Regions from separate parts of the Drosophila melanogaster genome. Here region 1 is linked to region 2. Evidence: chromatin contacts called from public Hi-C data. All regions are on one chromosome and are shown on one strand. The core of a region is the stretch at or near the end of the contact, and the rest is flanking DNA. Distances in the headings are between cores, read along the strand shown.

Evidence for each region. A called contact is a pair of places that touch in the nucleus more often than the background predicts.
Region 1: a Hi-C map of the Kc167 cell line shows a contact between it and region 2, with 7 times the contacts expected there. The contact joins the promoter of IKKepsilon here to the promoter of CG2493 in region 2. A contact is called at or near these places in 3 of 107 Hi-C or Micro-C datasets (the Kc167 cell line and the S2 cell line) and 1 of 6 datasets of contacts at active chromatin or transcription factors (the Kc167 cell line).

What each region holds. Positions count from the first base shown.
Region 1 is chr2L:20,673,566-20,680,465 of dm6, forward strand. It overlaps IKKepsilon (I-kappaB kinase epsilon), which reads left to right and starts at 2,480. Exons shown (of 7, transcript NM_136204.3): 1 at 2,480-2,548; 2 at 2,629-2,823; 3 at 2,896-3,922; 4 at 3,979-4,258; 5 at 4,314-4,389; 6 at 4,451-4,575; 7 at 4,636-5,414. The coding sequence starts at 2,740. The coding sequence ends at 5,206. It overlaps CG31678, which reads right to left and starts at 2,376. Exons shown (of 6, transcript NM_165336.3): 1 at 2,072-2,376; 2 at 1,430-2,005. The coding sequence starts at 2,124. Cen (Centrocortin) reads right to left here. Exons shown (of 2, transcript NM_136205.4): 2 at 5,356-6,900. The coding sequence ends at 5,555.
Region 2 is chr2L:20,460,588-20,466,948 of dm6, forward strand. CG2493 reads right to left here and starts at 2,857. Exons shown (of 1, transcript NM_136193.2): 1 at 998-2,857. The coding sequence starts at 2,783. The coding sequence ends at 1,356. lncRNA:CR44980 (long non-coding RNA:CR44980) reads right to left here. Exons shown (of 2, transcript NR_124394.1): 2 at 3,915-4,822. It overlaps Cdc23 (Cell division cycle 23), which reads left to right. Exons shown (of 3, transcript NM_136192.3): 2 at 1-463; 3 at 524-1,142. The coding sequence ends at 985.

The sequences.
Region 1 (6,900 bases), core at 1,230-3,729, 210 kb after region 2:
TTTCCAGAGACAACGTTTTGGGCAGTCATTACATGTGTATAAACCAATAGCGCATTCCGTTCAATAACCAATCGTCTCGAGACAAAATCAATCATATATCTCGAGGAAAAGCATTCTAGAACTGCAAAGTAATTAACAAAGAAAAAATATGAGATATCTGTGAGCAGATCGAAATCTGAAACTTGATAAGATAGCACCCATGAAAGTGTGTGGCGCCAGAGAACATCTAAGAATAGATGCCAGTTACGTAGCTCGCTGCAATTATTGCACTTAATCAATAGCCAGCCAGCTCTATCAATGAAACGAAAACAAGTGAATGTGGTTACTACGTTATACTATGCATGGCGTACGAGCAAAACAAATTGCAGTCGCAGCCACAAAGATTAACGACGTGGCACACTCGCGTGCAAGTAAGTAAACAAAACTCTGGGAAATGCCGGGGAAAATGTTGGAAAACGCTCGGATGTCTCACGCATCTGGTGTGGTGGATAGCATCGTATCCCATCGATAATCATGTTATTGGACAGTTCTATTTATAGGCAACAAAAGCAAAGCGCCAGCTAAACATTTTGCGATGACCTTGCCAACAAGCTAGTGAGTGAAAGGCATCTTTGATCTCATCCAGCTGTTGGTGGGCTGCAGCATGTGAGCGAACCTAAATCGTGCCCACCACCTCAAGACGTGACAACAACAAGCCCCGAGTACTGATAAGGGTCATTGGGGGACTAAGAGCCCCTATATAAAACACTATAGCCTTAATTCAGCTGATAACAGCGCGAGTTTTGAGATGACTGCGTTCGCCTGGGAATTTCATCTATGTACATATGACCATGTATTTAGTTATTATTCTTAGTTTCCGTACTGGCTAATCTCTTTGGCTCAAGGCTGTGCTCCTTCATGGGATGGGTAATTGCATATCAGCGATGCAGTACACTTTTTGCCTTTTTTATATGCCTCACACATTAAGCCCCTGTATTTTTCGTCAGTTTCCTTCTTTCCCTTTTAAATAAGTTAGCATTGGCCTTTGTTGTAGCCCTCTTTCATGTTCAAGTTCAAGTAAATAAGTCACGTCGATTGAAAAATACTTTCATACTAATGACAAAAATTACGCCAGCGGGAAATACTTCCCGTGGAAACACAAATAGAAAGGCACGTCAGTGCGTCACAAGAACTTATCAGCGAAAACCCCATGAAGTGTGCACATACATGTAACTAGGTGTACAAACGGCAGCGGTGAACTTTGAAGTAAAAAGGTTTCAAACTAAATTATTATAATAGATCTCCAAAATAAAATTATCTTTTCCAAAAATATATAACTCACTTATCCACAACAATAATATTATATAAATTCCAAGCTAAAGGTATTCTTATAAATCCTGCATAACCACTACAACATTGACCGCGAGTGTGGGATCAATAAACCACTCACCTTTCTTCCGCCTGCGGTAGTTGTGGTGGTTCCTGCAGCTCCGGCGCTTTCGGCTGCCCCGTCGCCGGCTCCTCCTGCTCCAATTGCTTTGGTTGGTCTAATTGCTGCGATTCACTAAATCTATGCACTTTACCGGCACTGCTACGCTTATTATAATTTAATTGATTATTTGGCACTTGGGCGGTGGATGAGGACGCGCCACCCACATCAGCGGCTAAATCGATTTCACTAATATATTCACTATGGCTTTTGGTCCGCTGCTGGTCAGATAGCGCGGGCAGCTCCTTTACAGGCACTGACGTGTCCCCAGATATTGGCCGATTGCCAGTTTGGGGCACTTCGGCGAAGGAGGAGGAGGAGGATGTGGCAACGATGGGCACGCCCTCCTGTGCAGAGGGCAACAAAACTCCAGCTCCGTTGTGGAGTGGCGGGGGTGGAGGTTCCGGCCTTGGAGGCGCCGCCGGTTCCTCGGGCTCTATGTGGGTTTTCCGAGCTGCATCCTTGGCTGAGTCGCCAGCCCTGCTTGGGATTTGTGAGTCTGCAGCTGCCACATTGTCGTACAACCAGAAACAGCAGCTGCAATCGGAAAATCCACTTAGAAATCGCTCCATATAGGCATGGATGGTATCTGTGTCAGCTCACCTCAGCAGCAGATTTATGAACATAAAGCGCACCAAGTGCAGCCGCATGTGCATCGTTTTAGTCGCTTTGACTTAACTTAACCGTGGCTAGTGCCCAATTCGCTAATTTACTATACTATTTTTGCGAACAGGCGAGGCCCGCGTTCGCCAAAAAGTACGTGTACCGTCGGGCCAGAGCTTTTGACATGGATTCGGTGATATTTTTTCACTCGATATCGATCTCGGGTTTAGCATGCGGCCAGCTCCATTGTGATTTAGTTAAAATAATAATAATAAATCAAAAAGCGCTGCAAAAATGTCAACGCGCACGTAAAATAACAAAAAACTGGAGGTGCCCGTGCACGCGATAGGCAGCTATCGAAGTAGCAGCTATTGTGGGAAGCAGTCACAGTACTTTCTATCGACTGCACTGGTTAACAAAGAACATGAAACGGGTTATAATATTTCCCTAGCAGATATGTTTAATACAATTGTGTGTGTACGTAATAAAACAGACAATCTAAATAGAATAATTATATATTTTATTGATAGTTCCAAAATAAACATGTTGTTTTGCAGTGTTATCGTATTATCGATAGACCTTCCTTACCAGTGTTTTTGTTTGTCACAATCGAGAAGGCGCTTGGAGTTATATCAAAAAATAAAAAATAGGAGGAAAACAGCCGCGAAATGTCCTTCCTGCGCGGTTCCGTGAGCTATGTGTGGTGCACCACCAGCGTCCTGGGAAAGGGAGCCACCGGTTCCGTGTTCCAGGTTAGTGTGCTTAACGGTGTTCCGAATTTCCCACCTGACTCACTTTCCTTTCGTATTTTCCTTGTCTTTTAGGGGGTCAACAAGATCACCGGCGAATCGGTGGCGGTGAAGACCTTTAATCCCTACAGTCACATGCGACCGGCTGATGTGCAGATGCGGGAGTTCGAGGCCCTGAAAAAGGTCAACCACGAGAATATAGTAAAGCTGTTGGCGATCGAGGAGGATCAAGAGGGGCGTGGTAAGGTGATCGTGATGGAGCTCTGCACAGGCGGAAGTCTCTTTAACATCCTGGACGATCCTGAGAACTCGTACGGTCTGCCGGAACACGAGTTCCTGCTGGTCTTGGAACACTTGTGCGCCGGAATGAAGCACTTGCGGGATAACAAGCTGGTGCATCGCGATCTGAAGCCCGGAAACATAATGAAGTTCATCTCGGAGGACGGGCAAACCATATACAAGCTTACTGATTTCGGTGCTGCTAGAGAACTGGAGGATAATCAGCCGTTTGCCTCTCTATACGGCACAGAAGAGTATCTTCATCCCGATCTCTACGAGCGCGCTGTGCTGAGGAAGTCAATCCAGCGATCGTTCACCGCCAATGTGGATTTGTGGTCGATTGGGGTCACGCTCTACCATGTGGCCACCGGAAATCTGCCTTTTAGACCTTTTGGTGGAAGGAAAAACCGAGAGACCATGCACCAAATCACTACCAAAAAGGCTTCTGGGGTGATTTCCGGCACTCAGCTGTCCGAGAATGGACCAATTGAATGGTCCACCACGTTGCCACCGCACGCCCATCTCTCGCAGGGACTGAAAACCCTGGTGACGCCTCTTCTAGCTGGACTTCTCGAGGAGAATAGGGAAAAGACCTGGTCTTTCGATCGTTTCTTCCACGAGGTGACGCTCATCCTCCGCAAGCGTGTCATTCATGTGTTCTTCACCAATCGGACTAGTTCGGTGGAAGTGTTCCTAGAGCCAGACGAGCAAATTGACAACTTCCGAGAGCGTATTTTCCTGCAAACAGAGGTGCCGCTGGAGAAGCAGATCCTTTTGTTCAACAACGAGCATCTGGAGAAGAAGGTTACTCCACGAACGATAGGTGAGTCAGTGCCTTTTAAATATAATGGTAATTGAAAAACAATTTATACATTCCAGCTAAAGCATTCCCTGCCACCACAACAGATCAGCCAATATTCCTCTACAGCAACGACGACAACAATGTTCAGTTGCCCCAGCAATTAGATCTCCCCAAGTTCCCAGTGTTCCCTCCCAATGTTTCAGTGGAGAACGACGCCAGTCTGGCAAAGTCCGCTTGCAGCGTTGGCCATGAATGCAAAAGACGCGTGGACATCTTTACTTCCATGGATATCCTTATTAAGAAGGGAGTGGAGCACTTCATAGAGATGCTAGTGACCACAATAACTCTACTATTGAAGTAAGTAAAAGGAGGAGAAACTTTATTATCAAATAATAAGTTAATTAAATTTCAGAAAAACTGAGAGTTTTGACAACTTGCTTTCCACTGTGATTGATTATGCAGATGTGGTGCACAGCATGGCCAGAGTGGTAAGTGGCTAGGTCTCCCTGTGGATAACTCCTTGGTATAATCGCATTGGTATTCTTTTAGACTAAAGGAGATCAGGAGATAAAGACCCTGCTGACTGCCTTGGAAAATGTCAAAAGCGACTTTGATGGAGCCGCGGATGTGATCTCGCAGATGCACAAACATTTTGTGATAGATGACGAACTTAAGTAGGTTTTGTTGGAAATATGCTTGGATTAAGTTATAATTCCAATCGATTTCTTATCCAGCGATCAATGGACCTCCTCCATGCACGGAAAGAAGTGTCCTTGCAAGACCAGAGCCAGTGCCCAGGCCAAGTATCTGGTAGAAAGGCTGCGGGACTCCTGGCAGCACTTGCTCCGGGATCGTGCAACGCGCACACTGACCTACAACGACGAACAGTTTCATGCCCTGGAGAAGATTAAAGTGGATCACAATGGCAAACGGATAAAGGCCTTGCTTTTGGATAACGTAAATCCGACAGTGGCACAAATCGCAGAGTGCCTGGCGGACTGGTATAAGTTGGCTCAGACCGTCTACCTTAAAACTCAAATTTTGGAGAAGGACGTGCGCGATTGCGAAAGAAAGTTGAACGGAATACGCGATGAGTTGTATCACGTTAAGTCGGAGCTGAAGCTGGATGTGGACACAAAGACCATAAACAACAATAATCAGCTGGCCAAGATAGAGGAGCGGAATCGGCTAAGGGTCATGCAGCAGCAGCAACAGGAAGTTATGGCTGTCATGAGAACGAACAGCGATATAATAAGTTTGCTTAGCAAACTGGGCATTACCAACGGAAGTCTGGAAAGTAGTTAGACGGGCATATCATGAAAGTGCAAGAATATTTTATTTGCCTTTACTTTGTAAGTTAACAATAAATGTTTACTTTTTTATATCTGAATTTGTAAAGCAACTACATATATTCCTATTGAAACTTGGCTGAATATCGTGAAAGAGTAAGATTTCTGTAGGTCATTAAATTATTTATTTTATCATGCTGAAATAAAATTAAATTTCCGATTATAGTTATTTAGTTATTGTTATTTAACTGTCTATACATGAAAAAGCGGACTAGACTGCATGGCACACACAATTTAAAAATGGTAGAATGCCCTATGGCTAGAATGCACTGTTTAATTGCTTATTTACATTCTCTAAACAAGTTTACTTTTGACGAAACTGATGATGATGACTCTTGCGAATGTTGGCTCCGTTGTGTTGCTGTCGCTGGGAATGTGATCTTGTGGGTCCATGTTCGCCGGCATCGGCCCGGCGCAAAACTTCGGCGTAGGATAAGTCTAACTTTTTAAGTTTATGTAAGTCTTGCGATACCGTGTTATGATAAAACTCGACGCCATTGAGCTCTATTACTCGGCCCCGAGAAGTTTGGGGAGTATTCATATTCTTGTTATAGATCACCATGGGAGAGCCATTCCAGTTGCTTGAGGATGGAGTTGTCCGTCTGCGGTTACTGCGTCCGAATTCAGCATTCAATGTATCCGTACACATCTTTGAGCTCCCTTGTCCACCACCACGGTTGTTCATGGCCAGAGGACTGTTCCTGGGAGTAAATTCCCGGGAGTTAAACAATTCGATGCGATCTCCAGATGAGCTTTGGTTTCGGTGCTTTCGTCGGTTCTTCTTCTTGATTCCGACACCTACGGTTAGATATTCGAGTGGTTCGCGCTTGAGTGGAGTAAGTATCTGGCCATTCTCCCTTATGGGTTTATAATTCGGTTCGCCGACAGTTGTTTCCTTCGAGGAGCTGTTTAACAAAGTGGATTGCGTTAGGGACGATTGGTTTTGTTGGTTTCGGACATCAAAGATGTGTTTTTTGGCTGTCTTCCGCTCCAGTTTGGTAACGCACTCGGACATTGCAATGGACTGGTTGGATATAACTGAGGATACGACGCTCTGTGTGTCGTCAATGAAGTCATCTGGAGATTCCTCCCTCTCGGGTGTTACCGGGGGTACTTTGGCCGCCACCAAGGGTAATTTTTCTGTAATCTGTGCGTCGTCATGCAGGGACGGAAGCTTGTCTTCTTCGTTATTATCAGCTGCCTTCTTGAGCACTCCAAATATCTCCTTGAAGAGTTCCCTGTACTCCGGGCGATTACGGAAATGAGATTCAATGGGGCTGACGTCGTCATAAATACTGAATTTACAATCGTTTCCATTACTTATTGAGCAAAGGAAGTAACTCGGTCGCTCGTCAGTTTGCGTAGACTTGTTGCTAGTTTCATCCGAGAATCCCGACGATGTAGTTTCTGATTCCGAAAACTCGGTTGGAGTGCGCTTACGTGTTGAATCCAACATAAGGTCAGATTCCTTTGAGCTGTTAACAATTGTTTCTGATTTTTTGCCTTGACTGGACTCGGTCATGGTCTTCCCATCTGGATTGCTGGTGAAGTTGCTCTTGACCGCATTCGAGGTTCTCTTCACCTCCACCAGAGCTTCATATTTCTCGACTAGGTCCCGATAAGGATTTGGTTTGTCGCTAGAGTTGGGAT
Region 2 (6,361 bases), core at 1,607-4,106:
CATACAGAGCTACCGAAAGGCAGTGGAGGTCAACAAGCGGGACTATCGCGCCTGGTATGGACTGGGCCAGGCCTACGAGATCATTAAAATGCACTACTACAGCCTGTACTACTTTAAAATCGCCCACCAACTGCGTCCCTACGACTCTCGAATGCTGGTTGCCTTGGGCGAGACCTATGAGAAGCTGGACAAGTGCGAAAATGCTGTGAAGTGCTACTGGAAGGCCATCGATGTGGGTGACATAGAGGGCATAGCGATGTACAAACTGGCCAATCTGCACGAGAAGCTCGGCGACCACGAGACGGCGGTCCATTGCTACATCATGTACTGCGAGGATGAGCGGGCGGCCACCGATAAGCAGAGCCTCTACCAAGGGTTCATCACGCTGGCCAATTATTACGAGAAGAAGGGCGAGTACGAACGAGCCGCCTATTACGCTTACAAATGCCTAGACTCAGAGGATGTGGGTGCATTGTTTTAGGAAATTTGTAATGAATTTAACGAAAACACTCAATCTTTTTAGCGCAAAATGGAGGCAAAGGCGCTGCTGAAGACGATTGACTGGAAGCGCAATGCTGAGGGACAGAAGAAGGTAAAAACTTCGACGGCCGTGGCGAATGCAGATACCAGTTCCGAGGACGAGATGGAGTGGGAGCTCCAGGATGTGCGAGTTCGAGTTCCCATCACATCCATAGCCACCACGACTACCTCCACGACCACCGTAGCTGCGGAGAGCGCCTCGAGTAGCTCCCTGATCAGCTTGCGTCCGGACCGAAACCTGATTCAGGGCATGCGTCGATCCCAGTCGAGCAGGACTAGCTTAACCGCGCCTGCCAGCGGCACCACCACCACGCCATCGGCAACTGCTGTCACAATGTCCACCGAGGAAACGCCTGGCACATCCGGTGGCCCTTCGAATCCGCCCGAGCAGGCGCCCTCGGATGATAACAGCTCCATGGAAATATCCAGCGTATCCATCGATTAGTCAAATGCGTTCCAATTGTATAAATTTCTATTTGTTTTTATGAATTATATTGGCAATCCAAGTAAATAATGAACTAGTCCTATTCACCATTGCCAGGTCCAAAACGTCATCCTTCTCCATCATAGTTAATGAAAATATAGTATTTCACAAAACTACTAAATACTCCATATTAATCGAATGTGCAAACAGGATCTTCAATTCAAAAAACTTTAGTATGGCTTATAATTTTTGTGATCTTAAACTGAGTGTTTCATAATTTGTTCCTTGGTTTAAGAATACCAAATATTTGATTAATCTGGCCTTGCTCGGCTGTTATATAATATGAATCCCCATAGTGGAGCGATTCAGTATGGGTAAAAGTAATCTCGCTTCAGAAATCTTGGATCCATCGTGCTATGATGGCTGCTTCCTTATCGCGGGCATCGCGCACAGAAGGTGGATCGGCCGGATCGCTGTGGCGCAAGTCCAAGTGATGGGCTCCCTCGGGCAGGATGATGACGAAGACCTTGTCGTTGGGAGCCTGAAGCACACCGCCACCGCTCCAGGGATCCAGAAGACCGTTGCTGAAGATGATGTTGGTCGCAGCCTCCAGGTTTCTGCCGCCATAGCGCAGAATGATGTCGTATGGCTTGGGGGTGAGACGGTAGTTCTTGTAGCACTTTTCCGCGTAATCCTTGAAGTTCCAGCTGGACGTGCGGAACATGGTTTCGGAGCCATTGGAGCAGATGGGCATCACCATCTGGTTGCAGCTCTGGATATTCCAACCGGAGTCATCGGCGTTGGAGTTGACGGATATATCGAGGCACTTGGCGGACTGTGTGTAGTTGGTGTAGACAGCCAAAGCGCTGGACATGGCGTGCAGCAAATCGGCGTCGGTGGAATGCAGCTCCTTCAGGTAGTAGCACACCTGCCTCACGGGATAGGCAGGTAATGGGGCCAGGAAACTGCTGTTGTACGGGTAATTGACCATGGCGAGATTGCTGTACACCTCCTCCACGTAGTCCAGGAACTTCTTCAGATCGTCGTCGTTCTTCAGGGCATTGCATAGGTGGAATGCATCCGATATCTGCTTCTTGCCGGCCTCGCTGGCGCCCAGAGTCTCGAAGAGTTTCCACGACTTGGCAATATTCAAGGTGCAGTTTTCGTTGTAGGCATTCTGGAACACCGATGTCACAATCCTGTAGAAGATGTCGCAATCGGTTATCCCGGGGAACTGCAGAACGGGCGCCGAGGCTGCCAGGGCTCCGTTGACCAAATGCGGATACTTCATCCGGAACCAGGCGGCCAGCATTCCGCCATAGGAGCCCCCGAAGGCCACCACGGGCATCTGGCGATCGTTCCGCAGGAACGTGATCAGCATGGCGTAGTCCTCGAGCGTCTGCTCCACTGTGAAGTAAGCCAAGTGCTCCGGCAGGCTGGTGTTGAACGTGGAGCTACCGAAGGGCAATGACTTTCCATAGTAACGATGCTCCGCAAAGATCACCAGAGCCCGCTGTCGTTCCGCCTGCTCCCACAGGAATCCGGTATTCTGGGCGAAGAGTTCGATGTCCCCCTCGTTGCCCGTGTAGAAGAAAATCGGGGTGCGGGCATTGCTCTTGTCCACGAACGAGTCGTTGTACAAGTACCGGATGTTGAAGGTGGCGTTGATCAGGAAGCTGAAATGGTCCAGCGGCACCTGGAACTCCTTGATCTCGTACTTGAACCGCTGGCTGCAATCACAGCCCGCGATCAGCAGGATTCCCAAAACCGCTAACAGTGCAGCTCTCACTGTGGCTTCTCCCATATCGCGAAGAATCATATGACCTCTGTGGTTTGCACAATTTTCAGTTCGTTATCTGCAAGCCGGGCTTTATATTACACTTTGTGCAGTGTTACCAGATCGCGAGACGTGATTTTTGGAGCGGTTCTAAAGCACTCAAAAAAAAAAAAGATAACTTGCATTTCAAAATCGGATACATATTGTTAATAAAACTACGCATTTTACATTTACCACTCATTTGGTAAAGGGTAATGAAGAATTAAGTGGAGATTCATTTGAACTCATCATATCTTGTTAGAAAACAAACATTGTTTTGATCTTAGTGTGCCGAATCATCTTAACAACGTCTTATATTTAAAACCTTCTTTTTAATCGCCAAAAGTTTAAAAAACACAAACCGATGCCCATTAAGCTTCTTCAAATAAGTACTTACCAACACTGCACTCAACTCTCGATAATTTTCAGCAAAGCACCTGTCATTTCCCCCTATTTTGATTTGATTTGAGTTCGATTTCGCCATGCATTTAAAAATGAGTAGTGAGTAAGTCGGAAAATTATTAAAAATAATATTTATAGTGATAAAATAAAATATTTCATGAGGCCTCGTAATCCGTAAAAATCATAATATGAAATAAACATATATGTTTAGTATTTTATTTAAATTTTCATTATGTCTGTTGGATTTGAAAGTTGGATAATTTAAAACGTTCATTGAAGAACATGTCCTTCTGCCAAGCTATCGGGTCGTTCTAAAGTAATATGAACATAATGCATTTGAATATCTTCGGTGCCTAGATGAAAATCTTGCTTCCAAAAGTGCTCTAATGATTTCTTCGAGGACACTTTCCTTCTCAAAAGTAAACACTTCGATGAGTGGCCAATATTTTGCAATCATTGAACAGTGTAACTATAAAGTAACTTTATCTGTTGCTAAATATTTTACCACAACGACTTTGGTATTTAGCGGACACTCTTTTAATCGGATCTTTGTATTTATTTCTATCTGGAATAGAATAGCCCAAAGGATAGAATAGCCATAACAGTTTTTCAATTCGCCTTGCTATTCCGACCCTGAAAGCTGTACCCTATATATATAAATATATTAAAAAATTGTTTTATTTTTTCGTTTTAACATTTAATTACAGCAATTACAAACACATTTTTTGAAATAAATTTCCCACTTCTGAACTGATTGTGGCAACAAACGCCAGATGGCGTTAAAGGCACATGAACGGGATTGAGAGTAAAATACCGAGAATGTAAAAAACACGGGCAAATGTAAAGTTCATGTGTCGAAATGATGTAAATATACGCACTAGAAAAATTAAAGTTCATTTTGTAGTACTAAATATAACACAGTTAAAATATTTTAAAATGATGTTTGACAATATTTTGTTTCTTGAAAATCCCTGTATAATGTCAACCGTTGGCATCTATCATATAAATTTCGTGTCGTTCCGCCTGATCAATCCCACATATTATACATAGTCAAATATGTCTTTAGATAGGCATTTTTTGCAGGGGTAGCTACTCAAGTGTATCCAATGGCATAATATTGGGGCAACATAATTGGCATATGGTAAGAGGTTACCTCGCTGGCTTTGCCACACGATTCTTTCTTGGTGCTTCAGTTCAGTTTCTCCGATCGGCTCACAATGCATGTAAATTACTTATCTTAGAAAATACTGTGACAATTTAGTGTAATGAATTGGGTAAATGTGCCTAATGCGAAATGGCACATTTATGCGCGGACACAAATCAATTCATTCGGTCCCGCGAGTTTTGCACATAAATTAATAAGCCCTATAAATTATCATAAAAACGGCGGAAAATTGAATTTCGAGTGGGCGAATGTGGTGGGTGGTCCGTGCGCAGCTGTCAAAACGGGCCCAGCGGAAACGGAAACAAAGCAGCAGCATCAGAAATGTCAGCCAATGCAATGAGGTCACTCCGCCGGTGCCGCTGGTGTCACATGAAATATCCATCACAATAATCATCGCCGGACTCGTGGCCAGATTATTTTCCATCCTGTGCGCTGGCTCGCCTAATTGATTTCATTCTCCCGCTTTTTGCGTGTGCTAATGTCAAAAGAAGAAACAATAATCATTGTGGCTCTCTAGTTGTTCGACTAATTAGCGTTCAGAAATAATTGAATAATTGTCCACTGCGCCGCTCTGGAGCCCTTTCCCCCAAACAGGAACTGGCAGCAGTCTCTGCAGTCTCTTTTGAGATCTCACATCGCAGTTTTTGAAAGCAGCGCATTTATTTATATCTACACACCGTTTAGCTACCATAAAAGGTATGTATGTTAATATATTTAATTTCGCTGTATGGCAAAGAAGCGCCAGTAAAATTGCAAAATTAATGCTCTTCGTGTAAATTTGGCACATGAATATTTCATGACAAAGTGCCAAAACTTCAAAAATAACCAGAGAGAGTGGAAAAAAAGGCGACGAGGAAAGCAAGCATTTAAGTTAATGGGACGTGGGTTTATTTCTCGCTGTCTGCTCGCCATTGTATTTATGTATTATTTATACTTGTTTTTATGGACTGGATGGTTGGTTATTGGTCCTTTTTATTTATGAACATATAGTGAATATTCATTTGCAAGAATGTGGCTCACACGCAACATAAGCAGCAAAAAGGGTTTGATTGCCGCTTTATTGATATTTAGAGATCCAATGAATACATATGTACAATATTGTTTTAATTTTACTTCTCATTCAGCCAATGCAAATGATAGGTTATTTATGTTTTACTTTAGGCATCAAATCATCGAACAGAACACTCGATAATTATACCCGTAATTATACTCGTAATTGCTTGATTTAAAGTTACGGGTTTTTCCAGAGTTTTTATTTATTTCCACTCCGTTTTCATCGTTTGTTTTCCGCCAATTGTCAAATGGATGTGCGTATGATGCAGAAATGGAAAAACCAAAGCACAGCCACCATTCGCCTCGCAATAAAATTTATTTATTTACAATCCATACTTTATGCTTTCGCCATTGTGGACACATCCTGTTTTTGTTTTCGCTCCTGGAAACGCTTTTATTTTCCTCGCACTATCGGGTCAATTCGATTGTTTGAAGTGCAATTTTATGAAGCGTTAACCGGCTATTACATTTATGCATGTAATCCTCGCCACGAAAGATTAGTTGTTGTTGATTCGCAGATTTGACAATTTATCGAGGCGGAAAAAATGCAATTTCATGGCAAATTTGTTGTGCGAATAGCGTTTACTAACACTGGACAGCAGACTTAATTGGAAACGTATCAAGTAGCTCGAAACACGACCAAATACACTATTCTTTCCTCGAACAATGCCCGAATCTGCCACGCCCCCACATTCTGTTCACTTTGGGGATCTGATAATTTGGCCATTTAATAGTTAGCTGGATGCGAGCGTTTGGGGACATTCGGTTTAATTGCTTTTTTCCCCTTCGTTTTGCATAATTAGAATTTGATAAAATGTTTCAATGGCTTCTAAAATGCAACGCACCACCGCCCCTTGCCACGCCCATTGCATGTTGCATGTGCTGACTTGCTGTGCAAATTCGATTTTAATAATTGGAATTTATCTCTGATCAAATTTCGTGGTTGCTGAAAATGTGCTCA